Regions from separate parts of the Mus musculus genome. Here region 1 is linked to region 2. Evidence: chromatin contacts called from public promoter capture Hi-C data. All regions are on one chromosome and are shown on one strand. Each heading gives the region's core, a stretch centred on a gene start, on an enhancer-like site or on the middle of the called end of the contact. The rest is flanking DNA. Distances are from core to core; before and after follow the strand shown.

Region 1 (6,743 bases), core at 767-3,266, 4.1 Mb before region 2:
GATACAGAGAAACCCTGTCTTGAACCCACCCCACCCCCCCAAAAAAACCTGCTGAGCCATCTCTCCAGCCCCCACCCCATCCCCATCTTGACAAACTAACCCAATCAAATATATCCTTCAGTATCTGTATTTACCCTTTTAGTGAGACATATGGAACATCCGGCATAACACTAACACATACTTGTTGAATGATGGGGCTTCCCGTTGCCACGTGCCTTCACTGAGCACATAAGAGCTCAGTGAATATTTATCCCCTGACTAACACTGCTTCTTACAACAACAGAATTTAAAGCCACATTAATACAGTGCTGACTACTGGAACTTGAACCCTGATTCTGCCACTTAGCTGGATTAACCTCACGAATTACTCAGCTGTCTGAGTGTTGCTCTCATTACACGTAAAATGGGGATGATAATAGGGCATACGTTATGGCTGTTTAAAAACGCTGTAAGCATCCCAAACATGGAAGTTGTTATTACCTTAGCTCTATTTGAGACTGAGATTTTTACAAGCTTTCATTCTGAATGCAGACAAAATAAACATTTGAGACTTGAGTCTTTGGACAGGCTTCACTCGTAGCTAACCCAGGACCTTGAACTATCTCCCCATCCAGCAGCTTGTGCCCTAACTCATAAATCCTGACTAATGACACAGACATGTCATCTTAATGTTTGTGCAGCCCAGTGACTTAATGCTTGGAGATCTTCAAATGAAAGGCACCCAAGGACAGCATCAAATACCCTATTCAATCTTAAAAGGAAAAAAAAAAAAAAAACTACCAAAAAAAAAAAAAAAGTAAAAGAAGAGGCGCCGCCAGAACCTACTGCCACAGATAATTAGAATGGACCCAACCAGGAGAGGACAGCTGTCTTTCCGGCATAACTATTTATTTGTGAGACAGGGTCTCCTGTGTAGCCTGAGTCAGAATCGAAATCTCCAGGATCTCCCTGCCTCTGCCTCTTCAATTGCTAGGGTTATAGGTGTGTAGCATTACATCTCACTTAATCCTTTAATATTGAGAAAGGGGGGGGGGGTTGAACTCTTCCAGGGTTGGAGGCCACCCACAACGATGAGGACGGTTCAAGTCCTTAAGTGACTGCGGTGTGGGAACAGTGTGACTCTTTCGCCTATCAAAACAAAACAAAACAAACAAACAAACAAAAAACAACCCTATAGCAACAATTGTATTGTTGCTCTAATTAATTTAAGCCAGTTAAAAGGCTTGGGCAAACAAGCCTCTCTAAGTAGCTTGTTGTGAGCTGTGGCAGTCCTGCCAAGCTCTCTCTTCAACCGCATGCTTTTCATTCCACAGCCTAGCCACCATTTCAAGCTATGTCCCCTAATCCTAGCCCCAGAAGCCACTCCAGGGGGAGCACGTGCAGGTGTGGTATGTGTGTGTGTGTGTGTGTGTGTGTGTGTGTGTGTGTGTGTGTGTTATCGGACCCCTTGGCATGGAAATCTTCTCAAGCTGGAACCAAACAGTAAGCTTTGAGACTTTTACAAGCTCTGTCAACCCTGAAGTCAGAACAAGCTAAAAATAAATAACCACTACCACCCCTGTGAGTTTCCCCACCCACAACATGGTGGCTGTAGCTCGTAGCTTGGGAGAGGCCTGGCAGAGTTCTACAGTTTCATAGCCCTGACCCTAGAGGATTCCTTAGACAAGTTTTTTCTTTTGTAAGTAGATATAACACTACAGCCTATCTTGTAAAAGCGAACAAGAAGGCTGTGCTGGAAGCGTTCCGCCCCACCGAAAAGAGCTGTGCAGAACGCGTTAAAGCCGTCAACTCTCCCACTAAGCATGCTACGAACCAGCAGCCTCCACTAGATCAGCCTGCCCTTTCTTAAGGAATCATGGGCCGTGAAGTCCTTTGGAAGACACACCCTCCTGAACTGCCTCGGGAGTAAGAACTACATCTCCCGGGATGCCACGCTGAGTCCATCACCGCCCCGCCCTCTTCCCCGCCCCTCGCGCGCAGCCTCCTGGGACATGTAGTTCCACAGGTAGAAAAGTAGACAGTGTCGAGTCATAGAAGAACCACAAGCCCCAGAAGCTCTCGCGTCACTCTTCCCCTCCCCTCCTATAGTCGGAGTGCTGTTTTTGTTGTTGGTGAAAGGTGAGGGGAACAGCTGATCCGTCCGTGGGGTAAGAAACTTGGCCTAACTGAGGGTGGGCTTACGCGGGGGTGGTCAGCCCGCTTCTCAGCCTGCGAAAGGCTAATCCGAGAGAACTGTAGAAGAGGACGGTAGGAGCGTTTAGGTTTTAATACTTTACGCACTAAGGAAGCCTCCCCCACGTTTCGGTTTTGTTGGTTTCAAGGGGGGCCTTGAGGAGTAGCCCGCATTGTCCTCACTTTCTTGCGGGGCCTCCTCAGTAAAGCTCGATCCGATTATGGAAGCTTGAAGGGACTGAAATATTTGCTTAATCTTTTCCAGGCAAGTCTTTGCCCTCACAGACCTTCTCTCTCTTACCCAAATCCAAAGATCCAAAGGCCTTTACTACGCTGAATCCCTGAGGGGAAAACTTCCAACTTGTGGAACGCCAAAACGCTGAGAGCCCTACAGTGGAGAGGGGACACACACACACACGCACACACAGAGAGGGAGAGAGAGAGAGAATGCATTTGAACATCAGCATCTGACCACATACACTTTCAGTTCTGAAGAATATCTGCAGCTGTTACAGATTGTCTTTGTGGGAAAGGAGGGGTTTGGGGTTCTCAACGGGTAGAACTTTAGAGACAGATCTCACTCTAACCTAAGAAGACTTATATTGAAGAAAACACGGAGTAGCTGTAATGAGAGATTTTTCATAGATGAAAAAAAAAAAGCCGACAAAGAAACTGTTTCCTATTGCATTGCTGGCCCACCTTTCCTTCTCCATGGAGTGTTTAATTTCTTTTAAAGTTCCTCCCCCACTGTCTCAGCCTGGTGTGGGTTTGTGATGTTTGGGGGTGTGCATATGACTAGTGGTGATGTCTGATTGGACACATCAGCTGCACCTGACACAGGAAGCAGATGTGTGGGCTAGAGAAAAGGGCTGCCTCCCCGCTCTGGACTGAGGTGTATTTTTTTTTTAAGTTAATATACAGTGAGTTTCATTTCAAACATGTACACCATCCATACTTTGTTCTTATTCATCTCTGAGTACTACTCTGTTTTAACTTTTTTTTTTTTACTTCTGTGTGTGTGTGTCTGTCTGTCTGTGTCTGTGTGAAGATAGGTGTACAGAAGTCTGAGCACAGCTTGGGGATATCAGTTCTCTTCTCCCAACCTTGAGTTGGTGGCAAGCACCTCTACCCACCCAACTATTCTACCCCCTGAACTCTTGATTGTTGTTGTTGCTATTATTATTATTATTATCTATTTTCCAATTAGTTCTCCCTAGCTAACTCCATTTTATCTGCTTATCTCCTGCCATTAACCCAAACATATGTCAAGATTTGGACTCTTAGAATTGAGGCTAAGAGGAGCCAACAAGAAAATGGGTATAGGGTACTGGAGCTGGGCTAACACCCAAACAAATCATTAGCTTTCTAGCTCTGCTCCCGTCAAGATGGGGGTGGGGGGGGGGAGAATGTTTCTCGTTGATCTCTGCCTTTTCTCAACGCCGAATGTATATTTCCCCTTCTCAGGGCCCCTGACTTACCCTATTTCTAACCTGTTTCCCTGCCTAAGGGCGGGGCTTTCCTGGCTCCAGGCCCCCACATTCCATCTCTGCACACCACCACCTTCCTACTGAATATTTCACTCCACCCTTGAACTGCCACCTCCAGAAGTTTTGATTTCCTGGAATAGAAGTTGAAGGACAGAACCTGTCTTTCCTATTATCCTCCCCTTCTCTAGCCTTGGAGGAAAGCCAAAGCTCGCCTTCTTCTGCTTCCCTAGAGTTGATCGAGATAGGCAACTCACGGATCGGTGCCCCCAAGAGCAGGTGCTCCAAGAGCAGAGGACCCAGGATTAGGTTGTTGATCCCCCAAACCGTAGTCCCCTCTGAAGACCCATCATCGTGATTGGTAAAGAAGGTTGAACAAGCTTAGGCATATGTAAGCAAGACCTGCTTAAACTGAGAGAGGCCCACACTTCCATTGGATTTTGAATTTTAGAGCCAGACATTATAGGGGGTCAGTTACATCGGGAAACCAAAAGAATCTGGAATTCCCAAGGATGTTGAGAGATGAAAGGGAGAGACAGAGATGGGCAGAGACCGAGATGCTGGGTCAGTGGGGCAATGAAAAGGATTAGAAATTAGACAGGTGAGGGCCTGTAAGCCAAAGAGGATACAACATGACAGGGTAGGAAGTTGACTTGGAAGACCTATGGCCCAGGAATTAAAAGTGATACCTTAAAAAGGTCCCACAACCTTGGGGGCCTGGAAACCTGTTTAGTGACAGGGACTGTGGGTTAGGCACACAGGGGTCAAAGGAAAGAAGCAATGGAAAAACAAGTCTATCAACCCTTTCTTTCATAGGACATCAGCCATCTTGAGGACAGCATGGAAGAGTCATCACTAAGCCGGGCACCATCCCGGGGTGGAGTCAACTTCCTGAATGTGGCCCGCACCTACATCCCCAACACCAAGGTGGAATGTCACTACACTTTGCCTCCGGGTACCATGCCCAGTGCCAGTGACTGGATTGGCATTTTTAAGGTATCCCTAGACCCTCTTCTAGCTCAAGATTATGGGACACAGGTTGGTTAGACTATGAGGAGTGGCTAAGTCCTTACATTCTCAGGTTGATAGGGGGAAAGATGACACAGAGGCAGTCAGTATAAAGTTCATCTTTGCCCATCTCTCTCCTGGTAGTATAATGTCCTCCAACCTTACCTGACTCTATTATTATTATTATTTATTTATAATAAGTACACTGTAGCTGACTTCAGACGTACCAGAAGAGAATATCAGGTCTCATTACGGGTGGTTGTGAACCACCATGTGGTTGCTGGGATTTGAACTCAGGACCTTTGGAAGAGCAGTCAGTGCTCTTACCTGCTGAGCCATCTCGCCAGCCCCTTACCTGAGTCTTAGCATCCTTGGTACCATTTGTTCAGTCCTGCCCTTGCCCACCCTTCTATTTCTCACCGATAACTCTGTCATCCTGCCTTTCTCTTCTAGGTGGAAGCTGCCTGCGTTCGAGATTATCACACGTTCGTGTGGTCCTCAGTGCCAGAAAGTACAACTGATGGCTCCCCCACCCATGCCAGTGTCCAATTCCAAGGTATAAAGAAAGATGGAATGCCGGGTAGTGGTGGCACACACCTTTAATCCCAGCACTTGGGAGGCAGAGGCAGGTGGATCTCTGAGTTCGAGGCCAGCCTGGTCTACAGAGTGAGTTCCAGGACAGTCAGGGCTACACAGAGAAATCCTGTCTCAAAAAGCCAAAAAATAAAAATAAATAAATAAAAAATAAAAAAAATAAAGATGGAGAAGCCAAAAAAGTGGTGGTTTGGGGGAAGGCGGAGGGCTAACAGCCATAAAAAGCACAGAGGATAAGGAATATGAGAGCACATAACTCCTAATTGCCACGCCTAATGGTACTCCAATGTCATCCCAGCTACCAAGGAGGCTAGGGCTGGAAGATAACGTGAACCCAGGATATCAATGCTGGCTTAGGCAACATGGCTGACCCCGTCTCCAAAAGGGGGAAAAAAAAAAGACTTTGTGAGACTGTGTCCAACAGAGTTCAGCAAGTTATCGTAGGGTCGGCACCGGTAACTTAGAGGATACTGTAGAAAGATAGAGGATGTTAATCCCATTCATTTACACAACGAAAGAGGAACTCCCAGTATAGGACAAGGGAAAGTGTGTGCTAATAGCAGTCTGAGCGACCTGGATTCAAATCTCAGCTCCCTGCTTTACAAGCTGTTTGGCATTGAGCAGGTAAGTTAGAATAGGGTCCCAGCTTGTAGGATCCCTACAGAGATTTTTACATGACCTGGGGAATGCTGAATGTGTGGTGTGTGGTGCATGCCAGCAGACAGTCAGTGCCAGCTAGAGTCAATGTGATGAAGAGGAAGACCGGGTATGAATAAAGCAGGTGTCTAGACAGGAAGGAGGAAGGACCGTATCCCAAGGACCGCCACAAGGGAGTGGACAGTAGGTAGCATGGGGATACTCGTCCTCCTCAATAGGAACAGGAACCTGTTAGCACTTGAGAGCCAGAGATCATACTGGGTTTCTGGGCTATTCTTCCCACAGCCAGCTACCTGCCCAAACCAGGAGCCCAACTCTACCAGTTCCGGTATGTGAACCGCCAGGGCCGGGTGTGTGGGCAGAGCCCCCCCTTCCAGTTCCGAGAGCCAAGGCCCATGGATGAGCTGGTGACCCTGGAGGAGGCTGATGGAGGCTCTGACATCCTGTTGGTTGTCCCTAAGGCCACCGTGCTTCAGGTAAGAAAAAAAAAAATTGCAGACTTGTTCCAGGGCCAGGGACACCAAGGACAGCATTGCGAGAGCCAGCCTTTTCAAAGGGTGGCTGCCTGCCCTAAATCCTACAGGAGAGCCACAAGGTGGAGGAAAACTGCCTCAAGCAACCCAGGGAGGAAAGAGTGTGGGCACAGCAGGGCTCGAAACTGTCCCATTCAGTACCAAAGGTGCTGACCACATAGGGCTCTTTGGCACTTCAGGTATGACTAATCCAGTTTGAGGTATAATCACAGGAAAGATAGCATACTGGATTTCAAACACTTTGTATCTCAACATTTATTTATTTAGTTGTGTTTATCTGGGTATGTGTAGATAT
Region 2 (6,186 bases), core at 3,683-6,182:
AGAAGCACCAGAAGAGGGCATCAGATTTTGTTACGGATGGTTGTGAGCCACCATGTGGTTGCTGGGATTTGAACTCAGGACCTTTGGAAGAACAGTCCGTGTTCTTAACCGCTGAGCCATTTCTCCAGTCCCCTCATTTTATTTTTAATAGTGTGTGTATGTGCGTGCGCGCGCGTGTGCACATGTGTGCGCACATGCATGTGTTCATGTGAACGCAGGCGCCCTCGGGGACCGGAGGCATAAGAACTCCTGGAGCTGGAGTTAACAGGTTATTGTGAGCTACCTTACTAGGTGGGCACTCGGAGTTGGACTCAGGTCCTCTGCAAGAACAGCAGGTGCTTTCAATTGCTGAACTACTTCTTCAGCCCTGTTTGATGCATCTGCTTTAAATAAGCAAACTTAACCTCAAAAAGAAAACTAGTTAATATTTGTTTTAGTGTTGCCGTGTGTCAGAGCACTTTATATTATCTGTGATAACCTTTTGAGCGATTGCCTATTTCGCTATACAGGCAAAGAGGTCTTGAGAGATTATTGTGCCCAAGCCATGCAGCCAAATGTAGAACTCTAGAACATTTTTGGAGACAGGGTCTTACTATATATAAGCGCAGGTGACCTAGAAGTCACAAAAACCTGCCTACTTCTGCCTCCTGAGGGCTGGTATCAAAGATGTGCACACCACTATGCCCAGCTGCTGCAGCCCAGGGTGGCTTCAAGTTGCAACATACCAGAGGAATTTCTTGAGCCGCTCTTCCTGTCTCTACCTGCTAAGTGCTGGGACTCCAGGGCTGTGCCACCATGCCTGGGTACCAAGCCTAGCTTTGAAATGCACACTTAAAATTTGTTTTCTTTTCTCTTTTGTCTTTTCTCCTCCTCCTTGTCCATCTTGCTTTCAATCTCGCTCTCTGAGCTCTCTCTCTCTGAGGGAGCTCCCTGTTGAGTTGTTACCCAGGATGGACTCCCACTCTGGGCTCAATGGTCCTCTCAGGCCAGCCTTCTGAGGAGTTGGCACTTGACACTATATTTGACAACATAATATGCTTTTTTCTTGTTTGTTTGTTGTTTATTTTGTGGAGAGGGTAGGAGTTGAGACTGGGTCTTGTTTTGGTTTTGGTTTGTTTTCTTGGTTTTTGGAGACAAGGTTTCTTTGTGTACCTCCCCCTGGCTGCCCTGGTTCACTCTGTAGACCAGATTGGCCTTGAAGTCACAGAGATCTGCCTGCCTCTGCACCCGCTCCATTGCTGGGATTAAAGGTATGCACAACCACCACCTGGGTCTTATGCAGCTTATATTGGTCTTGAACTCACTATGTAGCAAAGGGTAACATTGAACCAATGGCTGATATTTCTAACATCACAAGTGCTGGTAGTACAGGCATGCATCAAGAATATAACTTTTAAGTGCCTTTCTAGCTCATCCTGTAAGGCAAGGAGTATTATTTTTGTTTTATAAATGATGCAAAAAATACTATATACTATATAATATGCATGTTATATGGTATATGTATTATGCGATCACATATAATATAAAATTCATATAGTATATAATATGTTATATAATAATGTTATATAATATGCTAACACATATATGCATATACTATATTATATATAGTATATAATATGCAGAATATCATACTGCTAGTGACTGAGTCAGGATTCAAACCTAGCCTCACTGTTAACTATATTACACGAACCCTTTATTTTTAGCCATGTTGCTAAATAGGAAACTGGCCTTGATCCTTACTAAATATAATCTTGAGGGCTAGAGAGTGGCTCAGTGGTTAAAGTGCTTGCCTTGCACACATGAGTTTCTGAGTTCAAATCCCTGAACCCACATAAAGCTGCCTTGCTACATGTCCATAATCGCAGCACCTTCACAGTGTGATGGAAGGTGGAAACAAGATGACAGACAGCCAAGGACTGAGACTGTGGGTTATCATGTGATCTCCATGTGTGTGGCAAGCCTGTGCCTATACACATGAACGCACAATACACATAACACCCAACACAAACACAGCAACAATAGTCACAAGAATAATTTGTAAGAGAGCTAGAAAAGCAAAATCAATCTTGCAGATTGGTATCTTTCTTAGCTGTGTCCTGAGAAGTACAAAGTACTAGGAGAGTGCCACTGTGAACTCAGACAAAGCACTAGGAGAGGGCCACTGTGAACTCAGACAAAGCACTAGGAGAGGGCCACTGTGAACTCAGACAAAGCACTAGGAGAGGGCCACTGTGAACTCAGACAAAGCACTAGGAGAGGGCCACTGTGAACTCAGACAAAGCACTAGGAGAGGGCCACTGTGAACTCAGACAAGCCTTTTCAACTTTCTGAGTCTCAATTTACTCTTTAAAAAAAAAAAAAGATTTATTTATTTATTAAGTGTAAGTACACTGTAGCTGTCTTCAGACACACCAGAAGAGGGCGTCAGATCTCATTACAGATGGTTGTGAGCCACCATGTGGATGCTGGGACTTGAACTCAGGACCTTCAGAAGAGCAGTCAGTGCTCATAACTGCTGAGCCATCTCCCCGGCCCCTCAATTTACTCTTTTAAAAAAGTGTTCATTTAGGACTTGGAGAGATGGCTCCGTAGTTATGAGCACTGGCTGCTCTTCCAGAGGGTCTGGGTTTGATTCCCAGCACCCACATGGCAGCACACAACTCTCTGTGACTCCAGTTACAGGGGACCTGACACCCTCTTCTGGCTTCCTTATGTCCGAAACTCCATATGGTTCACATATATACATACAGACAAAAAAAAAAAAGGAAAAAAAACAACAAATCATACACATACAACCAAAATAAATAAATCTAAATAATCAATAATTGTGTATGTGTATACAGAATAGTATTTTGAAATAAGGAAAGGTAAGGTCTCAGAGATCAAGTGAACCCCTGGGCTTCAGATCCCCTTCTGTTCTTCAACTTTGTGGACTTGGAATGGAGATGTAGTGAGCTATACTTTCCTTATCACTAAGGTCATGCGCAGTTCATAGTTTTATGATGACTAACACAAGAAGCCTTAGCCTAAGTGTCAAGCCTGGAGCCAGACACTTGGAAGACTGTCAAACAATAACGGAAGGTTTTAAAAGTTCCAACCAATCCTTGGTCAGTCAAGTTTTTGGTTTGTGTGTGAATTTTTTTCTTCTTTTTTTAAAATTTTCTTTCTGCCGGGCGTGGTGGCGCACGCCTTTGATCCCAGCACTAGGGAGGCAGAAGCAGGCAGATTTCTGAGTTCGAGGCCAGCCTGGTCTACAAAGTGAGTTCTAGTACAGCCAGGGATATACAGAGAAACCCTGTCTCGAAAAACCACAAAAAAAAAAAAAAATTCTTTCTTTCCTTTTTATTTTTTATTTTCTTTAAAAGGGGGGGTGGTGGTGTTAGGGTTTAATTCTGAGAGTGGAGAGCCCTCTAGTGTTCATTATACCCAGTAGATTCAGACTGACCAAGTCCTCCCTGCACTAGAATTTGCAATATCAGAGGCTACAAGAGCTCTCCAAAAGTCTCCTTATAGGACATTGAGCCACTGTCAGCGTAGCTGAGTTTTTTAGTTAGGGTGTATTCTGAGACCCTGTTTGAGAACTGAAAAAATACCCAGAGTGAAAAACCAGACCTGGGGCTAGAGAGATAGATGACTCCGTGGATAAGAGCACTGGTTTTTCTTCCAGAGGACCCAGGTTCATATTCCCGGCATCCATAGGGCAGTTCACAACTGTCTATAACTTCAGCTCCAGGGGATCTGACACCCTCACACAGACATGCATGTAGGTAAAACACCAATGCAGATAAAAATAGAATAAATTTAAAGTAGAAAGACCAACAACTATGTGGGATTAAAGCAAACCCGAGGATGGAAAATGTAAAAGGAGGCAGTGGGTACCCTGGTTAATCTCAACCATCCTACCTCGCACAATGTTGTATTCTGTTTCAGCGGGTGCTGACGGTACTGTTTGAACCCAAGAGAAAGGAAGTGGGTCTACGACTAGAAGAAAAATTCGGTGGACTGATGTATGGAGAACCTGAAGGAAGACATCAACAATAACAAGTAGCCCAAGTGGGCAGTTCCTGAAGACCAGGGAAACGAGGAAGCAAGGTCCCATGAGGAATGTTGAATAAATAGTAAGATACTTGAGGGGGAAGTCCTTCCAGGGAAACCTCTGAAATGTTAGTTTATTATTTATTGGGAGTAGGGGGACAGTGGGTACCCTGGGGTTGTTCAGGCATTCATCCTGCCGGGGCCCCAAGGTTACTCCTGTGACTGGAGTAGTTCTACTGTGAAAACTGTACTACCTTCATTGTGAAGTACTAAGCTACTCCAGTGAACTAATCTTTAGTTCATTATCTTCCATTCATCCACGGAGGCAATAATCTCTCTCACAATTTTTATAAAAAACACTTTTCAAAAAAAAAGGGGGGGGGCTGGCGAGATGGCTCAGTGGGTAAGAGCACCCGACTGCTCTTCCAAAGGTCCAGAGTTCAAATCCCAGCAACCACATGGTGGCTCACAACCATCCGTAATGAGATCTGACTCCCTGGTGTGTCTGAAGACAGCTACAGTGTACTTACATATAATGAATAAATAAATCTTTAAAAAAAAAAAAAAAAGCAAATTATTTGTTACCGTATAAACTTTCTCGCTGAAAGCTGCCAGCTTTGACTGAAATCAACTGCAATACCTACTAGAAGATTCCAGAAAGACTGCTGCGGAAGAACCTTGTAAGTAGAAAGACAACACTTGGAAAATTCTTTCTCCTACAAACACCGAACCTTTGGCAAACCACATTACCCAGAAGACCTTACGGCCTGGCCGGCCCTCGCGCCGTGCATTCTGGGATTGGTAGTTTTCAGGGCCTATTCGTCAGCTCGCGTGGTGCAGGCCCAGGAACTCCCTTTCCCGGCTTGCCGCGCGGCCTGGGTGCTCCTCCGTGATCTGGAAACGCGAAAGATGGCGACTGTTCGGCGACGTTGAGGCCGCGTTAGGCGGTTCAGGCGCGGGGTGGTGAGTCTTGGCGGTGGAGGCGGCTCCCACGAGTTTGGAGAGTGGGTGAGGAGCGGGAAGATAGCCGTAGCCTCAGCCCGGAAGGGGAAGAACGCCTCAGGGAAGGGGCACGAGCCAGGGCAGCTCCGGCGGGCAAGAGTGAAAGGGGCGCGGGCCCCGGGAGCAGTGTTGGCTGCCCAGGGCACAGGCCACTTCCAGGACTGTATTATGAGCCTAGACTTTGGCCCGTGGACATCGCCCTTGTTATACGTCAGTCTGACTTAATTCTTGTTTCCTTACTTCGGCCAGACAGGAACTCTAATGTGCTCCCAGAACCCACCCCATGCCTTCCGGCTCGGGGTTGCCAACTAGTGCTTCGGCCGGAGATTAGTTCTAACCCTAACCCACAGTTGCACATCTTCAAATTCTACTCGTACTTTAAAACGAGCCACTTCCTCTGTGGGCCCTTCCATATCCTCTTTACGAATGGAAAGGACCGGCAACTTTGGATTCTTCGCCTGAACGTTCTTATCTTGGCGTGTCTTGTGCCATCTGCTGCTTCCTGTGGACAGAATTTCATTTTGTAGTTTCCACGGGGCCTACAGCTGAATGTTGCATATATAGTAGCGCTTGATGAACAATTAAATGAAAACAATTGGCCTTTGCCCTACAGAGAACTGGGAAGCACGGCCAGGGTCTTTTGGAGCCCGGGTCTTTTGGAGCTTAAGCTGGCCTTGAATTCAGTATGCAGCCTAGTCCATTTTGTCTTTGGACGCTCAGTACTGCCTTCACCTTCCTAGTGCTATGATTACACTTGTAGACTATTAAGCATTTTCTGTAATTAAAAAAAAAAAACAAAAACCAAGTCTACATATTTCCTTGTAAGTCACCAGAGTAATTCTTTTCAAATGTAATTTTTGGTCGTATTATACTCTGCTTAAAGTTCTCCAAATGTTCTCGTTGAGATGACGTTGAGAGTCACATGCCTTTGCACGGGCCCCTAACAGTGTATTTTGCTTCTATTGACAGTTCTCATTCTGTCCCAGACAAACGCCATTCAAGCTTAGTGTCTTCTTTATTTTCTTTCTTTCTTTTTCTTATTTAAAATCTACTTATTTAGTGGATTGAGTACATTATAGCTCTCTTCAGACACACCAGAAGAGAGCATCATATCCCATCACAGATGATTGTGAGCCACCATGTGGTTGC

Evidence for each region. Promoter capture Hi-C pulls out the DNA fragments that hold promoters and counts their contacts.
Region 1: a promoter capture Hi-C map of pre-B cells shows a contact between it and region 2, with 2.8 times the contacts expected there. The contact joins the promoter of Calcoco1 here to the promoter of Ddx23 in region 2. A contact is called at or near these places in 2 of 39 promoter capture datasets (cranial neural crest and pre-B cells).

The regions. Positions count from the first base shown.
Region 1 is chr15:102,717,451-102,724,193 of GRCm38.p6, reverse strand. Calcoco1 (calcium binding and coiled coil domain 1) reads left to right here and starts at 2,016. Exons shown (of 15, transcript NM_026192.3): 1 at 2,016-2,147; 2 at 4,473-4,652; 3 at 5,118-5,220; 4 at 6,201-6,391. The coding sequence starts at 4,497.
Region 2 is chr15:98,661,635-98,667,820 of GRCm38.p6, reverse strand. Ddx23 (DEAD box helicase 23) reads left to right here and starts at 4,932. Exons shown (of 17, transcript NM_001080981.1): 1 at 4,932-4,998.